4 separate regions of the Mus musculus genome follow, and regions 2, 3 and 4 are each linked to region 1. The links are chromatin contacts, called in public Micro-C and promoter capture Hi-C maps. All regions are on one chromosome and are shown on one strand. The core of a region is the stretch at or near the end of the contact, and the rest is flanking DNA. Distances in the headings are between cores, read along the strand shown. Region 1 holds the start of Phox2b (paired-like homeobox 2b). Region 2 holds the start of Pdgfra (platelet derived growth factor receptor, alpha polypeptide). Region 3 holds the start of Gsx2 (GS homeobox 2). Region 4 holds the start of Spata18 (spermatogenesis associated 18).

Evidence for each region. Promoter capture Hi-C pulls out the DNA fragments that hold promoters and counts their contacts. A called contact is a pair of places that touch in the nucleus more often than the background predicts.
Region 2: a contact with region 1 is called in a Micro-C map of embryonic stem cells, with 27 times the contacts expected there. The contact joins the promoter of Pdgfra here to the promoter of Phox2b in region 1. A contact is called at or near these places in 3 of 39 promoter capture datasets (cranial neural crest, embryonic stem cells and hippocampal neurons) and 3 of 484 Hi-C or Micro-C datasets (all in embryonic stem cells).
Region 3: a promoter capture Hi-C map of second pharyngeal arch cranial neural crest shows a contact between it and region 1. The contact joins the promoter of Gsx2 here to the promoter of Phox2b in region 1. A contact is called at or near these places in 6 of 39 promoter capture datasets (cranial neural crest, embryonic stem cells, frontonasal cranial neural crest and 3 more) and 7 of 484 Hi-C or Micro-C datasets (embryonic stem cells, epiblasts and stem cell-derived epiblast-like cells).
Region 4: a Micro-C map of embryonic stem cells shows a contact between it and region 1, with 5 times the contacts expected there. The contact joins the promoter of Spata18 here to the promoter of Phox2b in region 1. A contact is called at or near these places in 1 of 39 promoter capture datasets (cranial neural crest) and 1 of 484 Hi-C or Micro-C datasets (embryonic stem cells).

The regions. Positions count from the first base shown.
Region 1 is chr5:67,097,134-67,101,858 of GRCm38.p6, forward strand. Phox2b (paired-like homeobox 2b) reads right to left here and starts at 1,993. Exons shown (of 3, transcript NM_008888.3): 1 at 1,568-1,993; 2 at 543-730. The coding sequence starts at 1,808. It overlaps Gm33167 (predicted gene, 33167), which reads left to right and starts at 1,547. Exons shown (of 4, transcript NR_166599.1): 1 at 1,547-1,784.
Region 2 is chr5:75,150,299-75,155,023 of GRCm38.p6, forward strand. Pdgfra (platelet derived growth factor receptor, alpha polypeptide) reads left to right here and starts at 1,953. Exons shown (of 23, transcript NM_011058.3): 1 at 1,953-2,159.
Region 3 is chr5:75,072,892-75,077,616 of GRCm38.p6, forward strand. Gsx2 (GS homeobox 2) reads left to right here and starts at 2,710. Exons shown (of 2, transcript NM_133256.2): 1 at 2,710-3,446; 2 at 4,075-4,725. The coding sequence starts at 2,870. The coding sequence ends at 4,415.
Region 4 is chr5:73,649,462-73,654,186 of GRCm38.p6, forward strand. Spata18 (spermatogenesis associated 18) reads left to right here and starts at 1,919. Exons shown (of 13, transcript NM_178387.3): 1 at 1,919-2,211. The coding sequence starts at 2,125. Gm34902 (a long non-coding RNA gene) reads right to left here and starts at 2,393. Exons shown (of 2, transcript XR_377025.3): 1 at 2,312-2,393; 2 at 1,519-2,007.

The sequences.
Region 1 (4,725 bases), core at 743-3,242:
ATCCACTGGCCATCCACAGAGGAACCTTCTTAGTGCTCACCGACCTTATACCCAGCTAGGGGGACCAGCTCCAGAAAGCACCTTTGCTCCCAATTGGTTAGCTATAGTAAGGTGCGGGTTTCTGACTCTAATGGAGTAACAACCCCTTCGTGAATCTATTTCAAGTCCTGGTTACTAGGAAATTACTCCTTGCGCCAGGGGCACTAGATTTTTTAAGGGCGCTTGAGTTAAGAGGCACTGTGGGCAAACGAATCACGCAATTAAGCTGACATAGATACAGGTAGAGGATGCAATCTTCCTCTCACGGGACACTTCTCTCCAAAAAAGCCTTGTTCGTTCAAACTCCCAAACCCCTGCTTTGGTGGGAAACACTGCAGTTGTGAATAAATTACCTAGAGTCTGTGTCCTAGCCCCCACCCCCCATCCCCGCTCGTGCGCATAACACTCCAAATCCCATTTCTGTGACGGGCCTGGGTCCCTTTGGAACCGTAAGCGTCAGCACCCACCCCCTCACTGCTGCTGCGGCACTCGGTCTCCCGTACCTGGACTCTCGCCTCGGTGAGGTCGATCTTCAGTGCTAGCTCTTCCCTGGTGTAGATGTCAGGGTAGTGCGTCTCAGCGAAGACCCTCTCCAACTCTTTGAGCTGCGCGCTTGTGAAGGTGGTGCGGATGCGCCGCTGCTTGCGTTTCTCGTTGAGGCCGCCGTGGTCGGTGAAGAGTTTGTATGGAACTAGAGGATGACAGAGGAGACTAGAGTGAGCAAAACAGTCAGGATGTGAAGGGCCACTGAACCAGAACGCGGGGACCAAGGTCAGATAGCCCGGGAGCCGCTACAGACACCAGGCACTTCTAGAAGGAGGTTTTAGTTACGGCGACCTGCCAAGAAAACCCAGCAAATTAGTATCATACAGAAACAGGGGCGCGAGTGTAACTTTGTGCCTGTTTTTGTGGCCCAAGTGCCTTTGGGTGAGATGAAATAGCAAGTTGGAGAGTGTTTGAGGCCCCAAATGGAGGATAGTTCATTCAGCAGGAAAACAGTCCAAAACCATCATTAGTTGGAATATCAGAAAGCCAGGAACGAAGTTAACCACTCACGCCCACTGTTGCAACTTTTCAATTCTCAGAACTTGATACCGCAAAGTTGGGGGATAGTGCTGTAAAGAAAACCAATAAATTCAAGAAATGATCATAAAAATGACCGGCCAAAGAGGTGTGAGCCGCTGTCGGTTCTTTTAAAAAAAGAGACACCGCCAGTAATGAGCTTTACTCTTTGTTATTTAATTATTTTCTAAGCTTTACGTCTCATCGCAAAGTAAATAAATTATGCCTATCATTTTGGCAGCTTAAGATAATTTTGTTGGCGGTTCGGGTGTGACTAGGATAGTGTAACCCTGTAAGTGAATTACCCCTCCCTGCAATCGCTTCTAACGTGATAAATTCTTTCATTTGTGTAAGCAAATTTCGTTTGGTAAATACTAAACACATTTCCATTTTCAAATGCAATCAAGGCTTCCTATATACGAGCGGAAAGGCAGCTTCTTCCGCTGAGAGAGCTAGCGGTCCTTACCTGCGGCGTACGGACTGCTCTGGTGGTCCCTGAGGGTGCCCAGGCTGCAGGATCCCGGCGTGAGGGACGGGCAACCGGACGTGGCCCCAAAAGTGGTCCTTATCGGGTTATACTGGAAGCCACTGGCCTGGCTGCAGGAACTGAAGTCTGCATATGCTGAAGCCAAGCTGGAGGTATCCATCCCGGCCATACAGGACTCGTAGGCAGAGGAATTGAGGTAAGAATATTCCATTTTATACATTGAAAAGGTTCTGGATGGCTCAGCCAAGTGGAAAAATGAAATAAAAGATGGATGTGGAGACGGTGGCTGGAGTGGGGAGATGTGCACTGCTCAACGCCTGCCTCCACACTGGCCTCCTTACTACCAGCCGAGCCTAGTTTTATGAAAAAGCCTCCTGTGAGATGCCTTGTCTGAGGTCTCTAGAGTATATAGTCCTCATAATAAACTTGGCTCTTTCCACTTGGACAATAGCAAAGCGGTTGGTCTTATTGCTGGCGCTTTTTACATGACAATAACTCATCCGTCTATTGGGCTGGCACTGGGGAACTGAGCTGTCCAACCTCCCTATCATTGATTCCTGCATCTCTAATTAGAATTTAATACCACACCATTACGCACCGAGCCCCTGATCCTCCCTTCTAACCAGCTCCTGCCCTTTAATTCAATCACGCTACTTGGAAATAATGAAAGTTGGGTGACGATTTTCCCTGATCCAATTTCCAAGAGCTTTTAAGCCTTTTTAACTGATCATATACCTTAGGCATAAATTGAGATAGTGTGTTTCCCCCCTTCTTCGTCCTTTTTTTTTTTTTTTTCTTGGTTAGGGAGAAGAAACCTTGATGTCATAGAAAACCTGTTTTGTAAGAGTGTTACACGCTCAATTTAACAACAAGCCTTCCCCCGAAGTGCATGAAATGCTATAAAGGACTGGGACATTGGCAAGACTCAGGCGCCCTGTAACATAGCGTAAGTGGGCCAAAGGGTTTTATGTGAACGATAAGAATAAGCGGATTTCTTTAAAATACACCTAGTCCAAGGGGTTGGAAAAAATAGCATCTTATCAATTGTGTTTCTCCTCGAAGCTTAATGTGCTTTCCAAAGACGTGGGCAGACAGCCCCTTTACAAGAGTAAAATAAACAACCGAGTAAAGCTCTCAAAGGTGAAACATCTGGATTTCCTACTGAACGTTTCTCTGCGCTTAGCAGTGCTGTGTCTGCCTGCGTTAGTTCAGATTTGCATCGGCGTGTATGAAACTTCCCGTGGTGGAGGTTCGTTTTAATCACTCGCTAGCTACCAAGCCCAGCACGAAATGTACCCAAATGGGGGTCTCCTTTTCCAGCCCTTTGCTCTCGCACTCTCTTTCGCGTCCCAATCCCCTCCAGACTTGGAGTTTCCCAAAGAGGATCGCTGCCTGTTTGCCCTTTAGGTTTTTGGACTTCACGGAGCAATTTAAGCAAACAAGGCAACGGCTCGAAGCAGCGCACTTTCCTAGTTCGATTCCTCGGGCTCTTGGGTCCTGGCAACAAGGCGCAGACAAAGAAGCCAGCCGTGATTTGTGGACCTCCTTGGCCCTATGATTTAAGCGGAGGGTAATTTTCATTTGGTTCGTTAGACTCTAGCAGAATAAAGGGAAATATTTCATTAAATCCTTCCTCTCGGTGGACAAGAGGGGGGAAATGCTTAGTTGAATCGCCGTGCGGTGTAAACAAACCCTGGATATTTTATATGAATTAAATGTGTAGATAATTAGTTTTATTGCATTCATTACCCCCTTTATGTGCTCTGTAACAAGTCAGTAATTAAAGTAACAAACTCATAAAGTCTTTATAGGGGCATTTAGGCGTTCAGTGTTTGCCAAACTAAGTGGTTTAATTCGATGCTAGTGCTGGGGAGTGGATGGGCGCCCGCTCTCCACTGCCACCCTACTTTATTGCACACTAAACCGCTGCAGACGCTGTAATGGATTAAACCCACAGCGACACCGGCCCCCAGCCTTTTCAGCCTCGGCCCAGGTGTTTGCGCATCCTCTGTACGGAAGAGCGCTGAACTGGCGAGTTCAGGCAAGGAGACCCAGCGAGGAAGCTGGTGATAGTTTTATGGGGAGAGCTGATAGTTTTATTGCAGTTGTACGCTGTACAATGCGTATTTGATAAAGAAGGGCCCTTGGTGAGCAACGTGCACTTTTTTTGTGCACGAGGGTAAGATGAAAATAAATGCGTTCAAGGTTTGACTGCGGCGGGAAACAAATTGCAACACTCTAAATGGTTTTTCTTTATGGTCACCAGACAAGAGGAGAAAAGGGGATACAAACATCTGTCTTCAGTCCCTGAACCTAAAGGCCAGCAAAGACGGATGCGAATCCAAGGGTTATTACTGCGCGAATTTGTCTTTATTTATCGCTCCCTCATGAATATGAATCTGCATCTGGACCGGGAGGTGCCTGTGTACCCCACGGATCCACATGGAATTTCCCTCGCTGGTTTTCTCCCACTGCCTTCCACTTCAGAGAGGTGGGGGGGTAAGCCAACAAGCACAAGGCGCTGATTGTCCAAGTTTCTCCGTTCCCTGGGAGTTAGGGCTGAGGCCAGAAAGGAGGGCAGAGTCGTTGGTTTTTCTCAAAGGGATGTTTTAGCTCAGGCCAGCGCTCTGACGATGCCAAAGCGCAGGGTTTAGACCAGGTTAGGCCAGATTAACACCGGCCAGCCTGCGCCTGGTTGAGACGGGCTTTAAGTGGTTTTTTTTTTTTTTTTTTTTTTTTTCTTGCAGGAGAGACATTTAGGGGGTCTAGGATGCGTTTAGTCTCTAAGGCCTAGGTTTGGCAAAGGCCAGGTTCAAAGCCTGTCTGAGGTGTGTGACCGGTGTAAGCCATTCGAAGCTTCACCCAGGCTCCTGACAGCTGCTCTTCAACAGAGTCAGGAACCCTCCACACCACGAATTTCTACACTGTGTTCCAACAGCCTCCACAGGCACCTTTTCAGCCGACTCCGGGTTGAAAGTTATGGTGCACTGGCAGTTCTTTGAAAAGGAGTTTGGGGAGAGGTTCTGGCTATCCTGTTCAATGCCCTCGGGCTGGACAAGTGGGGAGGGGGGTTGGGGGGGGGGAGAGCAGGAAATGCCCTCGGAGGAGGGACAAGCCCAGCCGAAGCCACCCGTAGG
Region 2 (4,725 bases), core at 703-3,202, 8.1 Mb after region 1:
AGGCATCATTTAAATTAGGCAGGTAATTACTACCAGAAGAGCAACTGGGTGCTCGATACTCATCCTTTTCTCCCCTTTAAACTCCCGAGGAATTACTGTCTCAGGATACCCGAGCCGGCCCGCTTTTCGGACTCCTTTAAAACGGCTCTGAAATGAACTGTGAAGTTACCATTTGTGGGAGGAGAACGCAGGGGCCCTGCTTGAGGCAGGTAGTGGGATTAGAGCTGGTAGGGTGTTCCTTGCAAAGCAGGCTCTCCTCTGCAGACGCTCAGCCCCAAACTCACCCCCTCCTTGGGTACCTGCTACAAAAACCTAAATCTTGACTTGCTTTTAACAACAGATGAAAGCCCCCCCAACCCCTCGCTCCGTGTGTGTGTGTGTGTGTGTGTGTGTGTGTGTGCAAGCCTGTTCGCAGACCTTACCATCCTGTTCATTATCTACAAACATTACGGTATCCTGCTAGCATTCCGAACAAGGGGCTGTTCATACATTTCGCCTTCAACGGTTTCCTGAAGGAACATGTGGAAGTAATAGTGAGCAGGGCAGTCACCCGAGCTGAAGATACACCAGAGGCGGGCGTGCAGAAGGGCGGAGGAGAATTGGGGCTCTCAGCCCAGCTCCAGGCATCCTCTTCCCGAGCCTGATATCCCCACGGTCGGTCCTGTCCCATTTAGGGACAGCACTCGGCATTTCGGGGAAACCTCTGTGATTTACGCCAGAGCCTCAGGTCCACTATAGTGGTGAAATAACCGATGGTTATTCGACGTTTTGTTATCAACCTGGTCACCTTGTCCATTTTAATTTTGATGTGTGAGATGGAGGTGGTGGTGGTGGTGGTGGTGGTGGTGGTGGTGGTGGTGGTGGTGGTGGAGATAGAGGACTTCTCACACCCCCCCCCCCACACACACACACCAAAAGCATTCAAAAATAGAGCGCAAGTCGAAGGCCCTCCCTTCCCCCACCCGCTCCGGGAAGTCCCGCTTCGCCCAGGTTTGGTTCCTGGAGTGTCAGCGCCCCCTTTCCCTCGCCAGCAGGATCGCCGTGTCCCAACTGTCTCTCGCTGGGTGTCTTGGGTTCCCTGGTTTGTGGCTCAAACGTCCTGAAAGCTTTCCTAGGGTACGTCGCGTGCGACCCACTCGGAAGGGTGGAATTTAGGAGGATAAAAATCCTTCTGCCATCAAGATGCAGAGGGCAGGCATTTGGTAGTCACGCCTAGCCTGAGCGTTTTCATATGAAGATAGAAGAAGCGAGGACCAGATAACCCCCGAAAACAAAGGCAGGACCAGATAAGTGGCTCCGAAGGGATAAAGGTCGTTCTTTCCTTCTTCCGGAGAACATCCCAAAGGTACGCCGAGCAACCGTTATTTGCACACCGCCTCACAATCCAGCCTTTCAAAAACCCATCATCTTCCTATTAGACTCCACAGTTTCCTAATCCCATTAAAGGATTAGCAACTACACGGCACTTTCCCTTAAGACCCCCAGTTCAAAACGACGCAGCCGCGTTAGAATTTCTCCCCAGGGCCATATTTCTAGCGAGGCCCAGACTGTCTATAGAAAGGATAATTTGAATTCTAGATTTATATTCGTTTTAGAAATGAGCAGCAATTTTACGTGTATTTTCTTTTCGAAGAGAATACAAAACAATAGCACCCCCACCCCCAAATTGGGAAGTCAACTCATTTTGGAAATGATGGCTGTTTGTAGTTTCCTGAAACCTCTTTCCCGGCAGAACGTCAACACCTCCCCCTTCGGCCCCCCACCCCACCCCATCTGGTTTGCTCCCCCCTCCTCGTTGTTGTTGAAGTCTGGGGGTTGGGACTGGCCCCCCTGATTGCATAAGAGCAAAAAGCAAAGAAGAGGTCTTGAGCCTGAGAGAGTCAGAGAGCAAGGAGTCCTAGGGAAACTTTTATTTTGAAGAGACCAAGGGGGGGGGGGACTTCATTTCCTGACAGCTATTTACTTTAAGCAAATGATTAGTTTTTGGAGGACGGACTATAACATTGAATCAATTACAAAATGCGGGTTTTGAGCCCATTACTGTTGGAGCTTGAGGGAGAGAAACAAACGGAGGAGCTGCGGGGAAGGACTGGAAGCTTGGGGCTTACTTTTCACTCCGGGTATCGGATTTTCTTTGCAAATTGACATAGAAGGAGAAGGTAAGGGAGAGGAAAAAGTGACTTTTGTTTCTCAAGAAGGTCCCTGATCATAACTTGGGGCTGCAAGAAGCTAAGTAACTTCAAATTTTGGGCAACGAGGAAAACAAAAACAAAACAGCTGAGTTCAGTGGTGTGTCCAGAAAGTAACTTATTCTGAATAAACTTCACTGGAATGGGGGGTGTGGGGGGGTAACCATTAGAGAGTCAAAGATAAAAAAAAAAAAAGAAAAAGAAAAAGAAAATGAAAAAAAATCCAGACCTATTTTTAAAAGCAATGTTTTTTTTTTTTTCCCTACACAATCCTATAGCCTTCCAAAGAAATTGTTAGGCTTACATTTTTGAGGTTTTCCTCCAGGGTGGGGGTGGCGTTCGTGCTTACTGGGACGAACACCAAGTAACATTGGGGGGGTGGAAGCCGCGGCGCTTGGCCTCTTGGCAGTGGGTCACGGAAGAGGACAGGTTTTTAATGAGTATTTTCATTCGTCGCCCGCGGTTTGGCGGGACTACGCTGTAGCGGGTGGTGCGGCGCGAAGCTTGGGGAGGGGGCGCACCAGGAGAAGTGTGTGTGTGGAGGGGAAAGGGGCGCCGAGTGGGGCGCGGGAAAGCGCTAAGAAAAAAGGGAGGTGTGAAGGGCTCGGCTGGAGGAGGTCGGACCTCGGATGCCGGCCGGGCACACTCGGCGCCAGTCGAGCCCTCGTAATTACTGGACGGCGCTGCTGTTGGAAACATCTGGGGCCAGACTTGAGCGCGGCGGTGGCGGCTGCAGCACCGTGAGAGGGGCGCGCGGGCGAGGGGCGCAGCTCCAAGGGTTCCGGAGAGATTGGAGCGAATTACTTGGGTGCTAGAAGCCTCGGGCGGAATCCGCAGTGCGCTGGGATCGTGCGCCTCTCACTCCAGCGACGGAGGCAGCGGCGGCAGCGGCGGCGCGGACGAGCGATCTGGAATAATGACAAACACATTTGGCCTCGAGTGAAGAAGTCGTCCTGGCCTCGCATTCCAGCAACTGGGATTTGAGGAATTTCAAACTGCACTCCGAGGGGCCCTCATTGTGCTCCGTAGTCCCCACCCCCACTCGGCTCACTTGCGTCTCCAGTGGAGTCTTTTCTGCACGGCCGGGGGTTGGGGGGGCCTGGCTCTTGCTTAGTCCTGGCCGCAGGCAGCAAAGAGGCAAGATCCCTGGCTAGGAGCTGACCTCTTGTGAAGAAGTCAGGACATCTCTGAAAGGACAGACGTGGGTGCAGGTAAGCAGAAATGTAAGAGGCCAACCACCCTCGCCTCCTGCCTACGGAACTCTGGGTGCTTCTCTGCCCTGGGATGATGGATGCGAGGCACTGGTCGCCTGAACGCAACCTTTCCAGTGCCCCCCCCCCCCAACTTTCCTCCCAACGCTCAGTATCCTGCAAAACTCAGGGGCGGTCTCCGCGCAGCCTTCCCTCCTTCACCGTTATTCCCTTGGAAATCAGTTTATACATGTGAGATTAACTTCCCTCGAGCAGGGCCGGGAAAGCAGGAAGCGATCTCTTGGCTTTGAAGCTTCTGAGGTCGGCGATTCTTTCTGTTTGGAAGGCGTGTGGGGCAGTCTGCAGAGTAAGGCAGTATGACTCGGCCCTGGTCTGCAGCAGGACCAAGCCAGAGCCTCGCAGCCAGGTGTGCAGGAGTTGCCAGTGACTTGGCGACCAGCCTTGGCGAGAAAGGAAGTGTTGGCCTGTTTGTCTGCTGTGGGGAGTCCTTGCAGAACCCGCGCTTAGAAACTCCCAGGTCTGCTAAGACCTCTAGAAGACCCGGAGGGTGTGCATGGGGGAACCCAAGCTGGGGAGGGGGCGTGGGTGGCACTTTTAAAAGTCTGGGCTGCCCAGCGTCGGACAGAGCTGCCCAGAAAAGCCCCAGGCTGGGCGGTGTGGGAAACGGCTTTTTGGCTTCGTGGCGGAATTGCTCAATGTTTTGGACTGAATTGCTTCTCCTGAATGGTTTCGGATCAGTCTTAGGCAGCCTTGAGGAGCCGGAGGAGGCCTCTAGTGTAAACCCACACTGTGGTCTGCAGCTGTACAGCCCCAGATTTAACACCCAAAGTCTCAGAAGAGGCTCGGGGCTCAGGGCGCTCCTCGGGCGCACCTCTTCTGCCGTCGCACTGGAGTTTACATAACCTCTCTTAGGCTCGGATTTTCCCCTGACCAAGGCTTTCCATCTCATCCTTCCTCTCGTCCTCTTTCTTTGCAAATTCCTCTTGATGAGGACTCCTTCGATTTCCCAACAGGAGTGTGTGTGTGTGTGTGTGTGTGTGTGTGTGTGTGTGTGACACACCAATTAATTTGTCGCCGTGGTCAGTTCCTGCTTAGGAACCCTTGCAAAAGTCCTGTTTTGGGTTGTCTCTAGTACAGCTGGGTTTCTAAAGCTCGCGGGAGAGAAAGAAAGAAAGAGAACACAGTCCAACTCCACTGTTTATTGCCCCGGATCCCTTCTTTTGCTGGAGTCTGCAGACCCGCAGGGTTCAGACTCAGAACCTGGCCTCCCACTTCTGGGCCCAGGGGCTTCTACTTTCTTCCTGGGCGCGGGCTGGGGAGAGATG
Region 3 (4,725 bases), core at 1,460-3,959, 8.0 Mb after region 1:
AGCTCATTACAGGCTCATAAGAGCCCTCATTTTAGGGCTTACTTAATGGACGATGAAATTTTATCAGACAGAATCACTGAGAAATAAAATTGTGCGTTGGGGCAAGTGCAGTGGACATGTCTTGCCAGTCTACTGGCCTGCTCAAGAGAAAGCCCAGCCCGGGGGTTCTCTTCTGCTCCGAGCAGTTTGCAGTGCTGCTTCAGGAGCAAAGGTTGCAACTCTGCCCAGGCTGTGGAGGGTAGGCTGGCTTGGTGAGATGGCAGGGGGTGGAGCTGACTTTTCTGGAAAAAAAGGGAGGGAGAAGACAGATATAGAGGGCTGAGGAAAAGAAAGAGCAGAGGTGATAGAGGAGATACACCTCCCCCCAGATATTTGTTTTTGGTGGGTCTAAGCAATCAATCAAGGACTTTAGTGAACAAATCTCTCAGAAACAGTCCAGCCTTCAGCCTCAGTCAGGCCTGTCCTGAAGCATCCCCCTGAAGGCAGCCATCAGCACCCCCTTCCCTCCCAGCCCCCTTCCTCTCAAGATCCCTTGACTGTGGACTTTGAATGCATCCACAGTCCAACATAAACCAAATAACATGTAAGTTGTCTGACTCGGAGCCCCTAATATGAATGGGTTTGTACAGGAGAACCATTTCCAAAACATTAACAGAGCAATTCTTGGAAGCACACCAGAAGCCACAGAGAATACTGTCATGCAAGTCCCCGAGGACTGTAGATAACCTACCTACCCAGAGAAAGAAAGAGTATACGGCTGGCTTCTCTGGGCATCATCCTATTGAAGCCATTGTGCAATATAGGCCTTAAACACATATCCCGTGACTGGCAGGAGAAATAGCTCAACTAAGGACACTTGTTGCTCTCTGGAAGAAGACCTGGGTTTGGCTCCCAGTACACATATAATGACTCACAACCAAGTTCTAGGGGGATCTGATGGCCTCTGGCCTCTGAGGACACCAGGCACAAATGTGTGCACATCCTTGCATACAAACAAGCACAACCCTCCTCACTTAAGTAAATCTTTCAACATAAATAATAATCTACCACAAGGCTATCTCCGTTTTTGAGCTCCAGTATCCTTTCACAGTGTTAGAAAAGACTTGTAAAGAATGCAGAAGCTGCTTGCTCCTCTCCAGTGGAAGGAGAGAGTAGGTTGGTCGGAGCTGGGCTGGACTATGTGGGCTGGATGAAAAGGAGGAGCTTTGGAGGCTGTCTAAGGCAAACCTTGCAGTGCAGAAGTAGTTACAAGTGAGCGGGGACCCCGTGCTCAGCCCCGAGACTCCTTAATTGTTGTCACAAGATGTTGGATTAGCACATTTCTGGAATAGCTGTCTGTTTACACTCAGGAGACCCACCGTCCACTAACCACTTTCTAATTGAATTCTAATCACATTCAAATAGCTCAATAACCAGCCTCAGCTGCAATTCATAAAACTTTAATTGCCATCCATAAATCCTGGGCTCCCTAGAGTGGGGCATCCCTACAACCCAATTATACACTTCCAGCAGGCAAGAGAGGGGTGGTCACAGAGATGGAAAGGGGAAAGAAAGACAGGACAGACACAGAACCCTGAGCCTCCAACTGCTGTTCCCTGCCCTTGATCTTCAAGTTAACTGTCACTGTTGTAAACTCACACTTGAAGTTAGCCATTTTGGTAAAAGGACAGGGGAGAAATTGCTGTCACCTCTGTGGCCTTGACTTTCTCCCAAAGACATCTAGATGGCAGCCACCTAGCAGGTAGGTGCACAAGTCTTTCTGAGCCACCAAATGGAGGTCTGCTACTAAACTGCTCCTTAGGTACAGGCAGGATTCCACCACTAGCTGAATGGCGGAATAAGCAAGGATGCAATAAGCATCTATTGAGAAGGGTGGGGTGGTGTTAGCAGGAGATCACTTAGACCAAGGGACCGCAAGGGCCTCCTCCAGCTGCTACCCCAGTCTCTGCAAAATGTTCCTGGTGAAGTTTAGCGGAGGTTGGGCTTGGAAACTATGTAACTGCTTGAAATAAGAAAGGATTGACTCTTTGCAGAAGGCAGAGCTGCTGGTTAGAAAGATGCACAAGGAAGGATTAGTGGTCTGAGTGACCTCAAGAGAATACAAGGACATTTGAGAATTGATGTAGCCTGGAGTGCTTGGTTTCTAAGCTGGGTTGTTACCCGCCAGACCTTGGCCAAATCGAAAAGCTGGGGAGCAAGGGCAGATATGAATGTGGTGAGCGTTAGACCGGCCGACCTCCACTACAAGGCCACATACGCTGGTCCAGAGCAGAAGTCTCAAGCTTTACTGCGCAGCTAGGGTTGGCTCCTAGGAGCTTAAATGCATTGGTTATCTCAGTTTAAATGGCTTGGAGGTCCCCACCTGGTGCTCTCTGCAGTGTGTCACTGTGAAGCGTTGGACAGAGGCCCAAGCGAGGGAGGAAGGTAGGCAGAAACTGGATCGCTGAGATTTTCCGCTGAGAGTGATGGAGGGAGAGGAGGTCGATCCCTAGCAAAATTAACAGACCCTACACTTAGCGAAGTCTCCCTCTCCCCCTCGTTCTTCCCTGCCTCCCCCCACCCCCACCCCTCCGCTTCTGTTGTGACTCGGGCAGCCTATCCCGAGGGTGGGGAGCTGCCGAGGAGTCTGAGCTGAGCGGTACTCCGCAGCATCACGTGCCGCGGTGGGGGCTATAAAATCCTGGAGCCGGGGCTCCGGGCGGGGGACGTGAGGACCAACCCTCTCCAGGGACCCCTTTGTTCGAGTCCCAGACACCTCAGCATCCCCAAGGACTTGACCGCCCGCGTGCGCCCAGCTTTCCGGACAGTGCTCAGATAGCAGAAGGAGAGAAGGGGACTCAGCAGCCCGCAGGACAAGCCATCCATCGACATGTCGCGCTCCTTCTACGTGGACTCACTCATCATCAAGGACTCCTCACGGCCCGCACCCTCGCTGCCGGAATCGCACCCAGGGCCGGATTTCTTCATCCCGCTGGGCATGCCGTCCCCGTTGGTGATGTCAGTGTCCGGGCCTGGCTGTCCGTCCCGCAAAAGCGGCGCTTTCTGCGTGTGCCCGCTTTGCGTCACCTCGCACCTGCACTCCTCTCGCCCGCCCGCAGGAGCTGGTGGCGGAGCTACGGGGACCGCGGGGGCTGCAGTGGCGGGCGGCGGGGTGGCTGGAGGCACCGGCGCTCTACCTTTGCTCAAAAGCCAGTTCTCTCCCGCTCCTGGGGACGCGCAGTTTTGCCCACGGGTGAGCCACGCACACCATCACCACCACCCACCACAGCATCATCATCACCATCACCAGCCCCAGCAGCCCGGCTCGGCTGCAGCGGCGGCCGCGGCGGCGGCGGCGGCAGCTGCGGCAGCGGCGGCTCTGGGACACCCGCAGCACCACGCACCTGTCTGCGCCGCCACTACCTACAACATGTCGGACCCACGGAGATTCCACTGCCTCTCCATGGGTAGGGCGGGGTACCTGCGTGCCTCCGGGGAAACAAACTTTGCGCCACCAGGGAAGGAGGTGGGAGTAAGGTGGGATCTTCTGTGGAACTGTTGAGATCTTCCCCTAGAAATTCCACGGAGGTGGAAGTTAAGGAGTCAACTTCTTGGCGAGGCCTTGTGCCCTTAGCTCTACAGGTGCACAAGTGTCGCCTGTTATCTGGGCTTTGGAGACCTGGATCAAGACTTCAGAGAAATAGGAGGTTAAACTGACTGAGATTTGGGGTGGATGCGTTTGGACCTCAGTGTGGCATCTTAGCTTCCCTGTTGGTTAAAGGCTGTCTGTGCCTTTGGCCGAGGCTGCTAGCTGGTTAGCTTTGCTAGGCCAATGGAAGACAGACAAGGGGAAGGAGAAGGCAGTAGGTGCAAGTTCCACTGGAGTCCTTTAACTTAAAATCCAGGACATTAAAGGCCTTAATTCTCATGAACGTCTGTCTTTCTTACACTCCCAGACAGACCAGGGACAAACATGGATGTGTTGGGTTAGACTGGGTTCTGGAGCCGCGTTCTTTCCAAGGGTTGTCAAGTAGAGTGGGGTCACTTTTTTTTTTCTGCGGTTCATCACCTCTCTGCTCTCTTTTGGGTCCACAGGAGGCTCCGATACCAGCCAGGTACCCAATGGCAAAAGGATGAGGACAGCGTTTACCAGCACGCAGCTCCTGGAGCTGGAGCGAGAATTCTCTTCCAATATGTACCTGTCCCGACTCCGGAGAATCGAGATCGCGACATACCTAAACCTGTCAGAGAAGCAGGTGAAAATCTGGTTTCAGAACCGTCGCGTGAAGCACAAGAAGGAGGGGAAAGGCGCTTCGAGGAACAATCACACAAGCTGCAAGTGCGTGGGTAGCCAGGCGCATTATGCGCGCTCCGAGGACGAGGACTCCTTGTCCCCTGCCTCGGCTAACGAAGACAAGGAGATTTCCCCCTTGTAAAGGCAGAGGCTCCTTCTGCTACCTGCTCCCGGTACCCTGCCCTCCTCCTCCCCATCAGCACAGGGACCAAAGTTCTAGTCCATTGCCCTCATTCCACCTGGAAAAGAAACTCTGAAAAGTCCGGGGAATTCAATGCCGGGCCCGACTTTGAAGCTAGCTCCTCTTTATCTGGGATTCCACTCAGTTACGGATTGGTTTTTTGTTTGCTTTTTTGTTGTTTTTAATGTAAATATCTAGAATTCTAACCAGTCTCATATATCAGGAAAAACCAGGGTTGATTAAAGTTTAACACTGTATGGGGGGAGGGGTT
Region 4 (4,725 bases), core at 669-3,168, 6.6 Mb after region 1:
TTGCACCCAACCAATCAATGGACAGAAGCTGCTGACCCCTGTGGTTGAATTAAGGAAAAGCTGGAAGAAGCTGAGGAGGAGGGTGACCCTGTAGGAGGACCAGCAGTCTCAACTAACCTGGACCCCCAAGATCTCTCAGACACTGGACCACCAAACAGCATATGCTAGCTGATATGAGGCCCCCAACACATATACAGCAGAGGACTGCTGGGTCCCGGTTTAGTCAGAGAAGATGCACCTAACCTTCGAGAGACTGGAGGCACCAGGGAGTTTAGAGGTCTGGTGGGGTTGGGGAGGGAGAGGGTAGGGACATCTTCGTGGAGACAGGGGTGGGGCTGGGGAGGAAGTGTGGGGTGTGGAACAGTCAAAGGGTGGACCGGGAGGGGTATAAAATACGGAGCATAAATAAATAAATAAATAAATAAATAAATAAATGATTTTTTAAAATGAGAACCAATTCACAGAATTAACCACAAGGGTAGTGTTCGTCATGTCTAATGATGTTTTGAAGTTTTTTCCCTTCTGATGCATTTGGAGGGTGCTGTGTGCTTGCAATGTCTCTAATTCTCACAGCAGTCTTATTTTAACGGGAATTATACCAGTTCACTATGACACCCATTTGATATTCAGGATTTTATCTTGCATTATTCTGCTTTTACCATAATTTTCTCCCTTCCCTTCCTCCTTCCCCCCTCCCCTCTCCCCTCTCCTTTCCTCCTCTCCTCTCTCCTTTCTCTCCTCCCTCCCTCTCCTCTCCTTCCCCTCCCTCCCCTTTCCTTCCTTCACTTCCCCTCTCCTCCCTCTCCCCTCCCCTCTCCTCTTTCTTCCTCTCCTTCCCCTCCCCTCCTCTTTCTTCCGCTCCCCTCCCCTTCCCCCTTTCTCTGTACTTGTGTGGAGGCCAGATATTGTTTTAATCTCTTCACCTTATTTTCTTGATACAGGATCTCTGCCTGAACAGAGAGCTCAGGAATCATCTAGACCAATTGGCCATCAGTCCCAGGGAATCTCCTGTGTCAGTGCCCGGATTTAAAACAAACAAACAAACAAGAAACCCAAACAAAACAACCCCCAAAACCTCCCCATGTCTCCTGTGGATCCACTCAGGACCTCGAGCTTGCATGACAACCACTTCTCGGACTGGTAAATCCTAGCAACTCCGTTTTAAAAAGCAATTTCGTGCAAATGGAACAGAGGCTAGATTTCCTCTGAACAGCAATACAGGTCCCTGACACAGCGAACAGTAAGACACGAGTGTCATGGCACCCGCCCACCCCCACTTCCCACACAACACAGGCTTGCACCTGATCGTGCTGAGGAAGACCTGGAAGTCAGGGCGAGGATCCCGCCCGGTAGTGTGTGTCTTTCTGTACAGTACAAACCAACGGACAGACCCACGGAGGAGGAGGAGGGCACAAAGCCCAAAATGAAAGTAGTAAAAAACGGACATTGGAGTCCCAATTTCACAAATGGAGAATTAAAGGCACTATGGGTGGAGGAATAAAGAAAGGGCCAAGGAAGTGGTTGCCAAAAAGTCTACTCAAAATTTTCATGAAGTTAACTTGCTTTCCTACGTACGCACTGCCACCCAGTACGGGGTGCAGCCCCGGGTTAGGTGCCCTGCGGTTCCCAGCGCAGGGTCCCACAGCAGCCCCCCACCCCAGGGTCTGGGTGTCCTCCAGAGGGTAGCACAAGTCGGAGTTTCGACGCTTCTGTGCCTTCGCCTCGGGCCCGTTACGCCACGGCGCTGGGTGGGAGGAGGTCGCGGTAGGGGTGGGTCCCCAAGGTCCCCAGGCTGGGAGCGAGGAGTGGGGGGCGGGGCGTTGCTCCGACGCTAGCCCCGGGTCCCTGGCAGCCGGCCGCCACGTCAAGGTTTGTTTAATAATCGCCGGGGTATTTATGGCCTGGTCGGCAGGCGGCTGCGGGGGAGCCAGAACAGCGCGCCGGGCAGGGGGGACCTGCCCGGTCCGACCCGAGGGGGAGGATGGACACTCCAGCCGCGTTCTGAGCCTGTGTGGAAGATAACATCCTTAAGCTACATCACCCCGTCGTTCAGCCTAAGCCACCCACTCCCTCGTCCCCTCTACTACTAGATCTCCCGGAGTCGGAAGCGCGAAAAAGCGCGCGATGGCAGAAAGCCTGAAGAAGCTGGCCAAAAGCGAATCTTTACAAGCACTGCAGGATAAAGTCACCTACTGGGTGAACGACTACAACGTGAGTCAGGGTGGGAGATCCTAGGGCTCACAACCCCACCGCTCTTGGGACCCTAACGGGGATCTCAGACTCCTACCCAGGTCAAAGAAGAAAGCCCCACCTTTATCGGTGGTGGGGTGACTCCAGCCGTAGCGCTAACCAGTATTCGGTAACCTTGGACACCCGCGGCCCTAGCAACAGAAGGGTAGCTTAGAGCTGCCAGCCACTCCCATTCTCAGGACCTTCCCCCCTCCTTCCCTTTTTAGGGATTCCCGGAGTGAACTTTCCCTACACCTGGGTGCTATTAAGGAAAAGGGGCACTTGTAAAGGTTGCACTTTTTGTTTGCCCGCTGGTCAGCATGGCTATTAGGGTAGCAGGGCAACTTCCAGGAGGTGCTGGCAAGGCTTTTGTAAGAAATTACTGTGTCACCAGCACACTGTCACACTCAGAAGCACACTCCAAACTTCATGAATGCCACTTCAGCGGTGTTTCAACAGCTGCATGTTGAACTTGGCTCTCTTCGATGGAAGTGTCTTCAAGAGGAGGCTCTGAGTTTTACCCAGGCGGGGAGCAGTCAGGAAAGTGACGGTTAGGTTCTCCATCTCTATGTGGCTACAACTAGCCAAATAACGTTTCCTAGCCACACTGGGTCTCAGCATCTTATCTGTTCCATTGTTGGGATTGGATTAAACAATATGTAAACTTACTTTCTAGATCTCATTTTTAAATAATGTAGATCATCTTGTTTCTGAATTTACATCTGAACGTATCCCATATCTTGTTAAGTGTAGTTTCGATTTGGATCCGTTGCTAAGCACAGTCCTGTAATCCCCCAAAGAGGTTTTTATTAGTACTAGGGAATCTTGACTTAAACCTTAAGATCTGTATTCCCTACAGCAAACTCTAGTTGTTAATAATGTTAGTTGTAGAAGACTATATTTATTAAAAAGCTGTAAACTGTGTTGGTTTGGAAGGTTAATTTTGCAGTGTATACTCCTATTGGCTTAGCTAGAATTAACTTTAAAAAAAAAAAAAGTCACGTATAATCCTTTAGAATCATGAACACAGTTAAAGCCATTCCCCAGTAGGAAACTTTAAAAGAAAGTGTGTAAATGGCTCAGATTAACTCTAAACACAATGCACACTTTCAAGTTTTCCCAACTAAGGATGATTCGGGCTAATACCTGAGTTAGCTTTGCTGCATGAAGTTCCTTCTCTGGCCCTCTTCATCTCAGCCTTGATTTGAGGAGCCCCACTGCTGCACTCACCACTGTGCTCTGAGACAGGCTTCTTTTCTTTTCAGAGCATATGGTGTGCCTTCTGTACTAGATGTGGGGATTATTAGCACTGGAAGCTATATTTTTAATTAAAAACATTTATTTTATGTGCATGGGTGTTTTGCCTGTGTATCTATCACCTGTGCAGTGCTTGCAGAGATCAGAAGAGGACACCAGGTCCCTTGAAACTAGAGTTAGAGATGGCTGTGAGCTGTCCTGTAAGTGCTGAGAACCGAACCAGGGTCTTCACTAGAGCAGCCAGTGAAGCCATCTGTCCATCCCTAATGGAGCTGAATCTTAATGATGAGCCTCAATCTGCAGAAGAAAAGGAAGGGTAGAGGAAGCCTCATGTGCAAGATTTAGGATTGGTGGGGGCTGGGAGGATCGACACCTGATGAAGCTGAGAAGGTGGGGGGTTGGGGGCAGATACCAGAGAGCTTTGAGGGGTGTGTTTGGGAGTTCAGCCTTTGTTTGAGGGCCAGAAAGGGACTCTGAGAGCATAATGCAGAAAGAAAACCACTTAGGATTAGGTGTATACAGGCCGTTCTAGTTGTCTTATGATGGGGAAATGGGAATCTCTAGAAAAAGGGTTTGGAGCTAGGTGATACTTGAGGCAACAGAATGTACGAATGAATCAGCCTGACATATTAAGCAGACAAGATGAAAGACATCAAGAATGACCCTTAAGGTTCATGTGAGAGCATGTAGTTTAACCACCTGAAATTTATGGTACATCTGTATATTTTATTGGCCACTTCTGCAAAAGGCATGAATCACCTTATGTGCAGACCTGAATTCTAATGACAATTACTGCTTGAAGATGTCATGTGAAATTCACCTTACATTAGAGTACCTTCAGTAGGTCAGCCCTGGCCTGAATCCCTCCTCCTTCTGAGATACTTCCATTTTCCCTCAAAGTCCTGTGGACTAAGGAGTTAACCTGAATTATTTCTGCCAAGACTTGACTCTGAAGAAGTGTGTTCTATAATTATAGTAGCAAATGGTAAATATGCTATCCTTGATAGCAGATCCTCAAGATAGGATAGATGACAAGTTGTTTTGTTTTGTTTTGTTTTGTTTTGTGAGACAGGATCTTGTTATATCCTGGGTTAGCCTCTAACTTGCAATCACTCTGCCTCAGCCTCTTGAGTGTGCTGAGTTTACAGGCATACACCACCATATCTTGCTATAAATGATATTTTTAAAAGTAAAATAATACATACAAGGACATTATAATTCAGAAAAAAATTTTTTTGT